Regions from separate parts of the Sus scrofa genome. Here regions 1 and 3 are each linked to region 2. The links are chromatin contacts, called in public Hi-C and HiChIP or PLAC-seq maps. All regions are on one chromosome and are shown on one strand. The core of a region is the stretch at or near the end of the contact, and the rest is flanking DNA. Distances in the headings are between cores, read along the strand shown. Region 1 overlaps LOC110255683 (a long non-coding RNA gene). Region 2 overlaps TRPM3 (transient receptor potential cation channel subfamily M member 3). Region 3 has its middle 66 kb from the start of KLF9.

Region 1 (4,428 bases), core at 1,599-4,098, 100 kb after region 2:
CTCTGCCTATTTTTTGATTGGATTTTTTTTTTTTTTTTTTTTTTTGGTCTTTTGTCCTTTTAGGGGCTGCACCCGTGGCATATGGAGGTTCCCAGGCTAGACGTCTAATCAGACCTATTGCTGCTGGCCTACTCCCAAGCCACAGCAACACCAGAGCTGAGCCTTGTCTGTGACCTATACCACAGCTCATGGCAATGCCCGATTCTTAACCCTCTGAGCAAGGCCAGGGATGGAACCCGAAACCTCATGGTTCCCAGTCAGATTCGTTTCCACTGCTCCAAGACGAGAACTCCAGATTGTTTGTTTTTTTTTTTGGTTTTGTTTTTTTTTTTTTTTTTTTTTTTGTCTTTTGTCTTTTGCTGTTGTTGTTGTTGTTGAGATTTCTTGGGCCGCTCCCACGGCATATGGACGTTCCCAGGCTAGGGGTTGAATCGGAGCCGTAGCCACCGGCCTACGCCAGAGCCACAGCAATGAGGGATCCGAGCCGCGTCTGCAACCTACACCACAGCTCACGGCAACGCCGGATCGTTAACCCACTGAGCAAGGGCAGGGACCGAACCCGCAACCTCATGGTTCCTAGTCGGAGTCGTTAACCACTGCGCCACGACGGGAACTCCTGTTGGTTTTTTTGATATTGAGTCATATGAGCTCTTTGTATAGTTTGGATATAAACCCCTTGTTGGTCACCTTGTCTGCAAATACTTTTTCCATTCTGTAGGTTGTATTTTCATTTTGTTGATAGTTTCCTTTGCTGTGTAAAACCTCTTATGTTTGATTAGGTCCCATTTGTTTATTTTTGCTTTTCTTTCTTTTTCCTGGGATGCAAGAAGGATTTATACAAGAAAAAAAGCAGTGCTCCTCTGTGCCCAGAGTCTTGCTAAATCAATAGATTCATTTTGTTCTGGTCCTCAACCCAACCTGAACTGGAATGGGAATCAGTCTGGGCTAATTAGGGAAATTCTTTAAGTCGTAGATTACAGAATCTCAACAGAAACTAACCTAAACAAAGATATAACATATACTTTAAGGTACAATAGTGTCTGGATCTAAGCACTTCAGATGTTATGCAGAACCAGTTACCTTCCATCTGATTGCCTCCATTTTGGCTTCATCTTCAGACTGGCCCTCCACAAGTGGTGACAGTAATAATTGCCAGAAGTTCCTGGCTCAATTTCAACCAGTTTAGCATCCCCAGATAGTTCTAGCAAGAACCTGGGGCTAATTTCCATTGGTTTAGCCAGAAGTACATACCATCTCTGAACCAATAACTGTGACCAGGGAAATGCAGTTCTCTCTCTGGCCTGGGCTGGCCTCTGTCATATGCCCACTCTTTATTCAAGGTGGGGAGGTCAGACCTGCTCATACAACATGAAAAAATACTTAAGGGAATACCCAAAGGATAATTAGGGTATTTTCCTAGAAGGTGAATGGAAGCTGAGTATCAAAAACAGCGGCTCTCTACTATACTGTGCTGGCTCTCTTTCTGGATCCTGGAGTTAGGATACCTCTTCTTACCTTCGTTATCATTACCTTTCCTGTGTCTGAAACTTAATAGGCAAATCAATAATAGTTTTAAAATTAATAAACGAATGAGTCTGGATGACCGTATAAACATGAATCATTTAAATAATCTACAGTATTTGGTGATATTCCTAAATGGATGATAGAAAGCAAAGATGCAAAGATAAAAGAAGAGATCAGGGGAAACCATAAGAGCAGAGGCAAAATCTGAACTGGGACCTGCGGGATGGATATGTACAGCAAGGGGAAGGGGTGGAGGGTGGAGGTGCGTTCCAACAGGGACACAGCATGGGCACAGCCACTGAGATCAGACAAGTCACACGCATCCAGGGACAGGGAGGCAACTTGCTAGGCTGGGCTTCCTAAGGGGAAATAGTGGATGGGGAGTGAGGAAGATAGGGTGGGGCCAATTGCAAGTCTGGAATGGCCATCTGAAAAGAAACATGAGGTGGGCTGAGAAGGGCAAGTTAGCACTGAAGGGAGGGAGGAAGCATTCAGTTTGGGACAGGATGAGTTGGCAGTGTCAGCCGGAAGCATGACATAGGATGATGGTGCTGCTTCGGAAAGATAAGCCTTGTGGAGATGGGGGTGTGGAGGACTGTTGGGACGAAGATGGAAGTAGGGAATTGGTCCAGACATTGTGGCCAGGCAAAGGTGATGAGGGCCTGGCCTCTACCCTTTCAGACAGCCATTTCCAACCCAGCCTCAAAAGCCTGTTCATCAACCTGCCCCACCCTTACTCATTCTCTCTCTTGCTACCTTTCCTGCCTCCACTTCCTGAATGCATGTCAGATATTTGATTATGTTCAAGAAATGTTGAAATGCATGGAGACTCCATAGAAGGAAGGAATAAAGAGTACCATGAGAAAATACCAAGCCTTACCAATAGACACACAAGAGAAATACAGCTTATTGTCACAATTCTGCAAGCTGAATTTGAAACTCAGCTTCACCATTCACTGGCTATGTGATTAGGGGCACATTATCTCCCTTAGCCTCAGTATTTCTCACCTGTAAAATGGAAGTAATAATTATAATTTCCTCAGAGGCTTATTATGAAGAATTGTGTTAATAATGAATGTAAAGTGCCTCACTCACTAAGTGTTATAATTAGCAGCAGCAGCTGTAATAGTGGTGGTAGTCTTTGCATCTGGAAGCAACACAAGCAACCTTTCTGGTAGAATTAACCTAGACTTCCTTCCCAAGCTAAAACTTCCTACAGGAAAAGGGAAGCCTTTGGAGCTGGAGTTAAGCTCTTCTCCAAGGGGTCCTCAGGCTGAGCTGAGACTAATAAGCTCTGTTCTCTCCTGAAAGATGCCAACCACTAGAGGGAGAGTGGACTTCCAGAAACCACAGCCCTTTAATCCCCACGTCTTGCACACTGCAAGTAGCCACATATTAGTGGCTGTAATATCAACTTACTGGGACCCAAGTAACCATTTTTTTAATGGAATAGACTAAAACTGAAAATAACAATAACTGCAGAAGATTTAGTTAGATATTATTTCATAAAGCCCTTTATTTTAGTTATAATGTGTGTGTAAAACATAGTTCTCACTGTGGGTCATGATCAGCCATCAAAAGAGTAAGAAATAGAAGTTCCCTTTGTGGCTCAGCTGTTAACGAACCCGACTGGGATCCACAAGGATGCAGGTTGAATCCCTGGCCTCACTCATTGGGTTAAGTATCCAGTGTTACCATGAGCTATGGTGTAGTTCACAGATGCGGCTCGGATCTGGCATTGCTGTGGCGTAGCCGGCGTCCACAGCTCTGATTCGACCCCTAGCCCGGGAACCTCCATATGCCACTAGTGTGGCCCTAAAATAGCAAAAAAAAAAAAAAAAAAAAAAAAGTAATAAATACTGGCTTAAAGGGTATGCAAGAGAAAAATTCCTTCTTTTCCTTAATACTCAGACACCAAACAAGTTCCATTCAGGTGAGTTATTTTTCTGTATTAAAGAAGAATCAGATACAAGAGTGGAGGACAAGATTTAACTAGTGGTAACCATATTGTTAAAAACTTGTAATATTTCCTAGTGTAAGCAACTCTTTAGTGTAAGCAACTCTTTAGGTGTAACCAGGCTAACTTTTTCCACAAGCCTATAAATGACCTGCATAGCTCTCTTTCTAGGTGATGACATCAACTCCCAAAGCTTTCAATGTTTCCTTTAATGTGGCTGAATCCTGAGTTACTTCTTTAACTCTTAACTCCAGACATGTATTTCTTTGGCTGGAATTCTCTCCATAAAATGTCCCATACAACCTCAAATTCAGCCTATCTAAAACTCAACCTATCATTTTCCCTTTATTTAAAAATAAAAAAAAAAACTCTTCTTGTGTTCCTTCTCTTGGCCTCTGTCTTACTCCGTTCAGGCTGCTATAACAAAATAGCCCTGATTGGGTAGTTTATAAGTAACAGATATGGATAGACAGATAGATCTATATAGATATGTATCTCATGGCTCTGGAGGCTGGAAGTCCAAGTTGATGGCACCAGCATGGTTGGGTGAGGGCCCTCTTCCAAGTCTCAGACTTCTTATTCTATCCTTACATGATGGAGAGGGTTAGAGATCCCTGAAGGCAGGGGGTCTCCTTTATAAGGCACTAATCCCATTCATGAGGGCTTCACCTTCATGACTTAAGCACTTCCCAAAGTCCTCAGCGCCTAATACCATCATTTTTGAAAGCTAGTATTTTAACATTTGGATTTGGGGAAAGACACATTCAGACCATCTTATCGCAGCATCTTATCTCAGTAACCCAGATGAGAAAACTCAGTATTTTCAAGTCTTCTTTCCCTCCTGTATAATCACTAAGTCCTATCATTTGTACCTACCCAGTGTCTCATCCGTCCAACCCACTTTTCCCTCCCATTCACGTCACTAGAAGATTGATATAGTCTCTCAC
Region 2 (4,424 bases), core at 1,266-3,765:
AAGACATGTGAAATGGGGTAATTGCAGAACAAAATGGTGTGTCATGACAACATGGGTACAAGCAAAGTTTTGGGACACAGAAATACACCAGGATCAAAAGGAAGAGTGTACATCAAATTATTTCAAATGTTAGCCTCTTAAAATTCTTTTGATAGTTTAGAAGTTCATCGCTTTGCAAATTGCTAGTCCTACTTGCCGACCTTGTTATGTCCTCCAGCACCGTAACCTTGCCCGAGGGCGGGGCTCCCAGGTCTCTGCAGCCAGAGCACTGTATTGTGTTTCCTTACAGCTGGCGTACATCGGATACTTGATGCTCTTCAACTATATCGTGTTGGTGAAGATGGAGCGCTGGCCTTCCACCCAGGAATGGATCGTCATTTCCTATATTTTCACCCTGGGAATAGAAAAGATGAGAGAGGTAACTGCTTTCATTAAAAAAAAAAAAAAAAAAAAAAAAAACCAGAAAGACAGTGGTTAGTTACACCTGTGGATGAAGGGGATCAGGGAACGCTCAGGATCCCAATTAAGCCAGAAACTTTCTCTAATGCTGCCAAAGAAATATAGGACTTGGCTTCAAGGGCTGCAGACAAACCTGGGAAACTTTGGTGTGCGTTTATAAGGTTATAACTCCACCCGTGCTTAGACTCTTGTCTGTTTTCTGCTAGCATAGCTCTTGCCCTCAAGAAATTCTCCATTTGTTTTCACTGGCTATTTACACCTCTCTTTTCTGATAAACATGCCTTTTAAATATTTTCTACACTGAAAAATTTTTCTTTACGTCTTTTAAGTTTTCAGCTCTTAACTCCTGTTCTAACCCCTTAACTCTGGGTCTCTGTGCACACGGTCCTCCAATACCTGTGATTCTGAAAATGCATTTCAGCAGCTCTAAGAGGAACTGTGCTTTTTTTCACTAATTGACTCCCTCCCTTGGTTAATTCCTTCTCAACATTTCTTACTCCCATTTCTTACGTGCCAGCCTCTGCACCAGCCCTAGGCAAGTTGAACATATTTTTTTTATCCTTCAGGCTGAGGGCATGGATCCCCCTCTTTTCCCTCCAACCCCATACTGTCCCAGGAGCCATCAAAAAGCCACCCTCCTGTGACTTATTGGAAGTAACAGCTAGCCTTGGGAGACATCATAGACTCAGAACCCTTTGAGAGAATGTAGTCAAGCAGTAATCCACCAGAGGGCTCTGCAACCCTGCCCAACACTCCTGAATCCCATGCTCAAGCCCATCAGGGAAGCAGGTTCGTGTGGTATGAGGATTCCTCTGTATTTCCCCTGGAACTGCAGTCAGCTGGAGAGGATTTTCTGGAGGAATTAATCCCTATCAAGTCTATTGCAATCTCAAGAGCTGTGGAAAAACCCTGCTTGCTGTCCTATAGTGAGTGAGCAAATATATTGGGCTCCATAGTAAAAATTCCTACAGACCCACAAATTCACCCTTGCCCTCATTACTAAGACAGGTTAAGAGGACCTTACTGTCATAGGGCTTAGCTTTAAAATGTTCTCCGGAGGAAAAAAAGATGCCATCAAATTGGGGTCATTTTTTAAAAAAATATGCATAAATATTTAGAGCCCTTCTCATGGGTTTTTAAAGCGCTTTGGGGAATTTAAATTCTAACCAGCATGCCCCCATCCTGAGAGTTTGGAGGTGGGTACACTGGCCCCATTTTATAAGGGGCTTTTTTTTTTTTTTTTTTTTAAATGGATGCCTTTGCCTTGTTCCAACTAGTTGTCTACACTTAGGTTTTCCCATTCATAATGCCATCCACTTCCTGACCAGTGTTGTGCATTTCCCATTTGTAAACTGAAAAACAGTAATAAATTCGCTCTGGTCTTTGTGTAGCTCTCTGAGAACTGAGGCCACTGCTGCTAGGGCCTCTATTGCTGTGAAGTGCCAGCTCGCTGGCTTTGTGATTTAAAGCCCAGATGCATATTCCCTCCCCATGATAAGCAGAAAAGGGAAAGACTTGAGCAGGGCGACTGGAATCTCTCCAGGGACTAGACTGGAAGAAGACAGGGAGCAGTCTGTACTCCACGGACTGTTCTGGAAGAGGCTGCCAAGCCGGCGGGCTGCCAGGAATCTCAAGGCCTGGCTATCTATTTCTCCTGAGGCAGCATATAGCAGCAGGGAGGGCGGGCAGGGCTTTTTAGCCTGGGGTCAGCAGGGGGTCAACCTAGAGTCCTTGTTGAAGAAGAAGCTGTGGGGCTGGAAGCATTGGCTACCTAAGTACTTGACCTTTCCCTCTTCAGCCACTTGGTGAGGTGGCCCCCTTGCCAATTCCCCGGCATCCCTGGGCTCATTAGGGAAGTAAGAACTGCTCCTGTGCCTAGGATCCCTCCTTGCGCAGCCTCAGAGCACTCGGGCCCCCCAGACCTCAGTCACAAGGTCCTGGAAACAGGGGAAAGTTTCATGGGCTTCCCTGCCTTCCCAGGGCTATACAAGGAGGGCTTTGTGGTTTCCCACTCTGCCCACCCCTTCCCGGCACCACATACTTATGTGCATAGTCACTAAACAAGCCTGGTGATCCCTTAATAGCGCATAACTGCTCTCCCGTGAGGTAGGCGGGCCTTCTCTTCTGTGGGGCTGCCTCCTGCAGCTCCATTGGGAAAATGGTGGTTGGGAAGACATCCCCACTTGACTAGGTATGGGAACTAAGACTCAGAGATTAAGCAATTTTCCTGCATTCCACAGCTGCAAAGCAGAGGTGGGTCTTAAGCGGACTGACCCAGCTCTAGGTCCACTGCTCTTTCCACTCCCCCAGTGGTTGCAAACTGGAGCACTCCTCAGAGCCCTGGAATCCCAAGGTACCTAAGAGCTGGCTGGAGAAGGGAAGGTGCCCTTTTCACTCCTGTCTCACCCCAGTCAATCTGATCTTTTTTTATGTTGTGATTTCACAAAAATTTCATTGTTTTAAAAAGTTATACTATAAGCCTTAGCAAAAGGATAGAAAAACGCCAAAGCATTCACTACCCCCCAGCACTTGCTTGCGTGCCCATGTGCACCATTTGCTAGTTAAGATGGAGCTTGGGGGCCAGAAGCCGTCAGAACAATAACTGCTGCAGGAATTCCTCATGCGTAGAACAGTGGCTCCCAACTTGTCACTGGCATGACCTGGGAGCTTGTTAGAAATGGAAATCCTCAAACCCCACACCAGGCATACTGAAGCAGAAAGGCCAGGAGCATGGGCCCAGGCAATTGTGTTTTCACCAGCCCTCCAGGTGCTTCTGGTACATGCTAAGGGCCAGGGTTGAGGAATGAGGCTACCAGGTGGCCCCTGGTATCTTGCTCAAGCCCCAGTCCTTTCTTATTATGACCTCCCTTCCTTAATATTTCAGGGTAAGGCAAGCCATTAAAGGGGTCTTGGGGATTCAAATAGCTGCTGATTAGACCTGAGCCCAGTCTCTGCTCTCCACTCTGTTGAGAGGTCCTTAGTCAGGAAAGGGGTGAGTCATGGCTTGAGGAGGTGGAAATCTCAGAGGTATACACAAATGATTCGTGAAGTAGCCCTGCTACGTAGCCTCTCAAGGTTCCTCATGTCCTGGGGTGGGCTATGGTACAGTATGGGTGGCAACTCCTACTCTCCAACTGTGCATTTCATAGTGTGGCAGCAAGAAGTACTCTAGATTTAAGATAAGAGTACCACCCAAAGCTGGGATATACAAAGGAGTGGAGAAGTGCTGTGAGGTGTCTGTGCCAATAGCCAACAAATATTTATTGTCTCTTATGTCTCAGGCCCTGAGGAACAAAGAGTCGGTCCTCAAAGTTGACAGTGTAGGGGAGAGAGCAAGATAAGAGATGGAGGGATGTTGAGAAGGATGCATGGATAGATGATAGCCATCCAGCCAAGATACACATAGACACACATACGTGCACACACAAGATTTCCATGTAGTGATAACATCTTCAAAAAAATAAAGTAGGATAATGTATTAGTGACTTGATGATGTGGGGACCACTGCAGGGGGAGTGATCAAGGGAGTTCTTTCTTAGAAGAGGAAATTTATAGGGAGAACTTGAGGATGTGAAGGAGCCAGATAAACAAGAATCTGAGAGAAGAAAATGCCCAACTTGAGGGAACAAGTGCAAATATCCTTGTTATACGTAAGAGCAGAATACTATAGCCTCAGGGAAGGGAGCAAGAAGAATACGGTGGGATGTGAAATGAAGCTACCATAAGGAGTTTGGATTTTTCTGTATTTGTAATGGAAGCCATCACTTACCATAATTTGCCATGATTTTTGTTGTTCGTATGTCTCAAATCTCTCAAATTGGGGTATGATTCACCTGTGAGAAGACAAACCCATGAGTACATACAGCTTGATGAGTTTTTTTCCCTACCCATGCAACTGTGTACTTACTACCCAGATCATGGCTTAGGCTGTTTTGGCTTTCTCTGAGCTACTCAGAGAATGGATT
Region 3 (4,570 bases), core at 279-2,778, 85 kb after region 2:
GATGCACAGAGGCCCAGGGTGTCGCTAAAGATCTTGCAGTGTGCAGGACAGCTGCACCCTGTCCCCCAGCAAAGAATTCCCAGAATGCCGGTAATGCCAATGTTAAGAAATCCTAAATTGGGAGTTCTCGTTGTGGCTCAGTGGTTAACGAACACGACTAGCATCCATGAGGACTCGGGTTCGATCCCTGGCGTCACTCAGTGGGTTAAGAATTCAGCATTGCTGTGAGCTGTGGTGTAGGTTGTAGACGCGGCTGGGATCCCAAATTGCTGTGGCTGTGGCTGTTGCTGTGGCATAGGCTGGCGGCTACAGCTACAATTGAACCCCTAGCATGGACCCTCCATATGCTGTGGGTGTGGCCCTAAAATGACCAAAAAAAAAAAAAAAAAAAAGAAATCCTAAATTGGAATTCCCGCTGTGGCAGTTTGTCTCTGTGGTGGTGCCAGATTGATCCCTGGCCTGGGAACTTCCATACGTTGCTGGTGAGGCCAGAAAAAAAGAAAGAAACCGTAAATTAACCCCTTCTTTAAAATATTTATATTTCCAATCTACCTATTCTTTCAGGGCTAATGGGCTGGAAATACACTACCCTCTATGAGCCAAAAAATCTTTTCTGCTCTCCTTTCTTATTGAGGAGGCCTAGTTTACATATCTATAGTGCTCCAGGACTTAAGGAAAAATCCACTGGCCCAGGCCTCACCTTGCTGACTCATTAAATCTCCTATCCGTGCAGTGCATTCGGTCTGCAGTCCTGATTACACAGCTGTTCTGCGTGTCAGGGCTGTCCCTGCCACCTTCCCTGCTTCTCTCATGGCAGCTGCATCTTCTCCGAGGCAGGAGAAGGTCTTTCGGGAGTAAAGGACCAGATCCACAGCCAGCGCTCCAGACAAGCGGGAGCCTTGCCTCCCTCTCTGCTTCCTACCAGAGACCTCTGATACACCTCCCAGGCCACAATCAAGAGGTCCCACTGCGGTGCAAAGCGATCAGAGGTGTCTTGGGAGCACTAGAATGCAGGTTTGATCCCTGCCTGGCACAGTGGTTTAAAGATTCAGCGTTGCTGCAGCTGTGGCTTAGGTTGCAACTGAAGCTCTGATCTGATCCCTGACCTGGGAACTCCATATGTGGCAGGGTGGCCAAAATAGAAAAGCAAAGGAAAAAAGACAAAAGAGCCAGAAAATGTCACCTCCTCATTACAGTTTGGGGGCATGTCTTTCTATGTGTAATGCATACAAATTCTTTCTATGTGTAATGAGGAAGGAGGCCTAGTTGGCTAGTCAGGGGCCCATGATGTAACGTTCTTTCCTTTCCTGTGACGAAATGTAACTTCCCTTTTTCAACTCCCCCATGCTCAGCGGCAGGAATTTAATCTCAGTTAAGGATTCCTAGAGATTCTCATTTTCTCAGAACTCCCCAGGATTTCAGGGGTACGAGTCGCCAGGTTCTTCGTGTCATCGTCTACCACACAGGCCTCATGGGGGGGCTCCCCATACTGTCTTCCGCTATGTTGTTGTGGTTTGTCTGGTGATCACTGGCTCTCCAGGTTTCATTCATGCCACCCTCGGAAGCACAGGGCCCAGTCTGCAGTTCTCACACTACCCTGAGTTTAGAGAAACTCAGAGTTTAGGGGAAGACCTTCACATTCCATACCATGCTGGTCACTCCTCCCTGCTCCGACTTCCACTCAAGAAGAGCTTTTCCCTGTTTGTCTGTTTTCTTTCTTTTTGCTATTCATCATGTATTCTCAAGGCTCTGAATCCCCTTGTTCATGCTTTTGAAACTCCAAAGCTTGAGCTTTTCTCTTTTTTTTCTTTCTGCAATTTACCACCTCTGCCAGGAGTTTCAAAAGTCTGTTTCTACTTGACCCTTAGCTCTCCCAGCACCAGCCCCCCTGTATTTTTGCTGAGTCATTCATTCACCAAGAGACTAGAAGCAGAATGTCCTTATCCCGAAATCAGGGAAGGCCTAGGATTTACAAGGAAATGAGGGGGAAATCTTTGGTTAAATCTCAAAATACAGTTATCCCTCAGTTGTGAGCCCCTGCCATTTGTGGGTCCACTTTAGTGGCCTATGCATGTCTTTTTGTATCCAATCTCAACAAAGTTTAAAGTTTCACTCTTTGGAAGAGCTGGGTGCGGAGGTAACAGATTTCATCTCACCTGCTAAATTCAGTTGACTGGTAGGGGCCGTCTGGAGTAGTGTTGAAAAGATTTTTTGAGGACTCTGTTGGGCGCATTGGACAAAAATGGACTAGTCACATCTGCCACGGGTGAGGGAGGAGAGATGTGATAGCATGTGTGCCAAGAACTAGCCATCACCAACTTACTCTTTATCTCCTTTCTCAGTTACCTTTCTCGGTTCATAGAAGTAAGGTTGTTAGAAGGCTTGATGGAAGCCTAGGATGAGACAGAACTCCAAGTCGAAATGATATTTGGCTAAAAGGCAGGATCATCCCAGGACCAACTGAGAATGGGACATGGGCAGGAGAAAGGGTCCCCAGCATACTGTCCCTCCTTCTCCCCAGTTCCCAGTCCTGTCCTCAGGGAAGGAAGTCAGAATTTATGGGGTTCATACCCTCTGGGGTGAAGCACAAACACTTTGATTATACAAACTAATTATGCCATGGGTGCTAAGAGCCACTGATGGTTTCTGAGTGGAGGAATAACAAGACAAGACAGGGCCTTTAGTGAAATGGATCTAGTGGCCACAGACAGAGTGGATGGAGGGGAAGGTTTAGAGGAAGAGGCCTCTTTGGAGAGTCGCTAGGGTGGTCCAGGTGAGAAGTCTTCATGAAAGGGCATGAGTGAAAAGATCATGTTTAGACAACAGAGGGCAGCAAACCACCCTCACCTGGATGCAAGCCAAATCCCAGGTCTTAGAGAAGCTGAGTATCTGGAACTTTCTTGATACCACCTTGTGCCTTTAGCCCCTGCCTTCAGTTTTAGGAGAGCAAGGGATTTTCAAAAGTGCCTCAAAACAGAATGCTGCCAGCCTGGTCTGAGGAAGGGAGGCCTAGTTGGCTAGTCAGGGGCCCTAAAAGGAGGCAGGAGGCCCCTGGCCCTTGCAGGCTCCAGGACAGCAGACATGGGTCAAGTCCACTTCCAAGTGCCTTCATGGCCAAGGGCAACTTCTGGTCCAGGGGAGGCTCTAGGCCATCCTGAGAAAGGTCAGACTGCACTGGGATGTGGCCCTGGCTCTGGGCTGGGCATTTTTCCAATGCTGGGAATAATTCCTCCAAGACACAAGTCAGTCCCTCCCACTGAAACAAACTAAACCAGAAACACGAAAACAAAGCTGGGCACAGCACAAAGAGGAGATTGCCAAGGAGGAATACTCTCTGGGCTGGGGCTGCTTTTTGACCTACTAAGGCAGGCCACTTGAGGATAACCGGGGTGGAGGGGTGAGGGCTTGGGGGCTGCATATCCTGGTGTGGGAGTAGGGGAAGCACAGACATAATGGGAGTCACTCGCAAGAGGAGGAAGATCCTGTTCTTCTCACCCAGTTCTGGGGTCCCTAAATGTATTCCCCTCCCCTTCCCACTCCAGGTCTCCCTGACACTGACTTGCCTTTTTCTCTGTTTCTGGCTGATCTTTCTTCCCCAATTTTCTTTCTGTTTTCCTCTCTGCTCTCGCTTTTTCTCATCTCTCCACCTAAACCCAGTCACAACAGAATCTGTCAACCTAAAAGAACCAGAGCAAGACATCTATGACCAGCTCTTCCACACCTCCAATGCCAGGGAGACCAGGGCAGGTATCCCTGGGAAATGGCCAAGCTACCCAGAGTCACCTCCTTCACCCATTCCTAACACCCCACCCACCAATCAGGAAAAAAAGGTGGGTTCTTGGGCCTGGGTGGTCAGAACTTGAGTCTGGCTCTGCTAGTTTCAAGTGCTGAGGACACATGGGGTGAGGGCCTGGATGGGTTCAGCCTTCATGTGGGCTGCAGGCTTCACTCAGGCACTCACTCCATCCCAGTGCGGTGGGAGACAGAAGCAAGTGAGGAGGCCACTAGGTGGTAGAAAGTCTTAAATGCCAAGACAGGAGTTTGGAATTGCTCCATTCATAATAGTGAGATATGTAAAGTTGTGGAGCAAGAGGAGTATTATCAAAATGATGTAGAAGAAGATATTTAACAGGCCCTTACTTTTTGCAGCAGAATTGGCACTCAGCCCACAGCTGAAAACAACAGCAGTCAAATAACACATTTTGTAAAAAAAGAAAGGAAAAAAATGGGGCCAGATGCCACAGTCTTCCTGAGCTGATTAACTCTCATTCCACTCTAATCCCCCCACTTTGAGCTATATGAGCACTTCTGCTGGGGAGGGGTGGGGTTCAGGAGAGATGGGGGTTTGGGACACAGTGGCTTTGCCTCCTCTGTGCAGCAGGGACAGGGACATGCTTTCTCGGCTGCTGTCCCCACCACATCACTAGTGTCGGGGAAGGAGTCCCATAGGGACTGAAGGCATTTGAAAGATGGGAGGCAGCCAGCCTTCCCCAGCTTTGGCAGCAGGGTGCATCTCTCCCTCTGAGCCAGGAAAAAGGAAATCTCAGTGACAGCAGGTGGAGAGAGAAGG

The links. Hi-C and Micro-C count contacts between places; a contact is called where the count stands out from the background. HiChIP or PLAC-seq counts read pairs in DNA pulled down with a chosen protein or histone mark.
Region 1: an H3K27ac HiChIP or PLAC-seq map of skeletal muscle shows a contact between it and region 2, with 4 times the contacts expected there. The contact joins two enhancer-like sites. A contact is called at or near these places in 10 of 47 Hi-C or Micro-C datasets (embryonic fibroblasts, heart right ventricle, liver and 5 more) and 2 of 2 datasets of contacts at active chromatin or transcription factors (alveolar macrophages and skeletal muscle).
Region 3: a contact with region 2 is called in a Hi-C map of subcutaneous adipose tissue, with 2.4 times the contacts expected there. The contact joins two enhancer-like sites. A contact is called at or near these places in 9 of 47 Hi-C or Micro-C datasets (brain, embryonic fibroblasts, heart right ventricle and 5 more) and 2 of 2 datasets of contacts at active chromatin or transcription factors (alveolar macrophages and skeletal muscle).

The regions. Positions count from the first base shown.
Region 1 is chr1:223,796,526-223,800,953 of Sscrofa11.1, reverse strand. All of the region lies in intron 2 of LOC110255683 (a long non-coding RNA gene), which reads left to right. Among named protein-coding and RNA genes, the nearest start is that of KLF9, 51 kb to the right of the region's middle. Within about 2 kb of position 2,848, at least 7 of the 83 cell types and tissues checked have an H3K27ac peak or open chromatin away from gene starts, as enhancers often do. A contact at or near this core is called in retroperitoneal adipose tissue and skeletal muscle, where this site is marked.
Region 2 is chr1:223,897,737-223,902,160 of Sscrofa11.1, reverse strand. TRPM3 (transient receptor potential cation channel subfamily M member 3) reads left to right here. Exons shown (of 27, transcript XM_021074417.1): 21 at 290-418. Among named protein-coding and RNA genes, the nearest start is that of KLF9, 150 kb to the right of the region's middle. Within about 2 kb of position 2,515, at least 37 of the 83 cell types and tissues checked have an H3K27ac peak or open chromatin away from gene starts, as enhancers often do. A contact at or near this core is called in liver, omental adipose tissue, retroperitoneal adipose tissue and 2 more, where this site is marked.
Region 3 is chr1:223,811,784-223,816,353 of Sscrofa11.1, reverse strand. No RefSeq gene overlaps it. Among named protein-coding and RNA genes, the nearest start is that of KLF9, 66 kb to the right of the region's middle. Within about 2 kb of position 1,528, at least 17 of the 83 cell types and tissues checked have an H3K27ac peak or open chromatin away from gene starts, as enhancers often do. A contact at or near this core is called in liver, omental adipose tissue, retroperitoneal adipose tissue and 1 more, where this site is marked.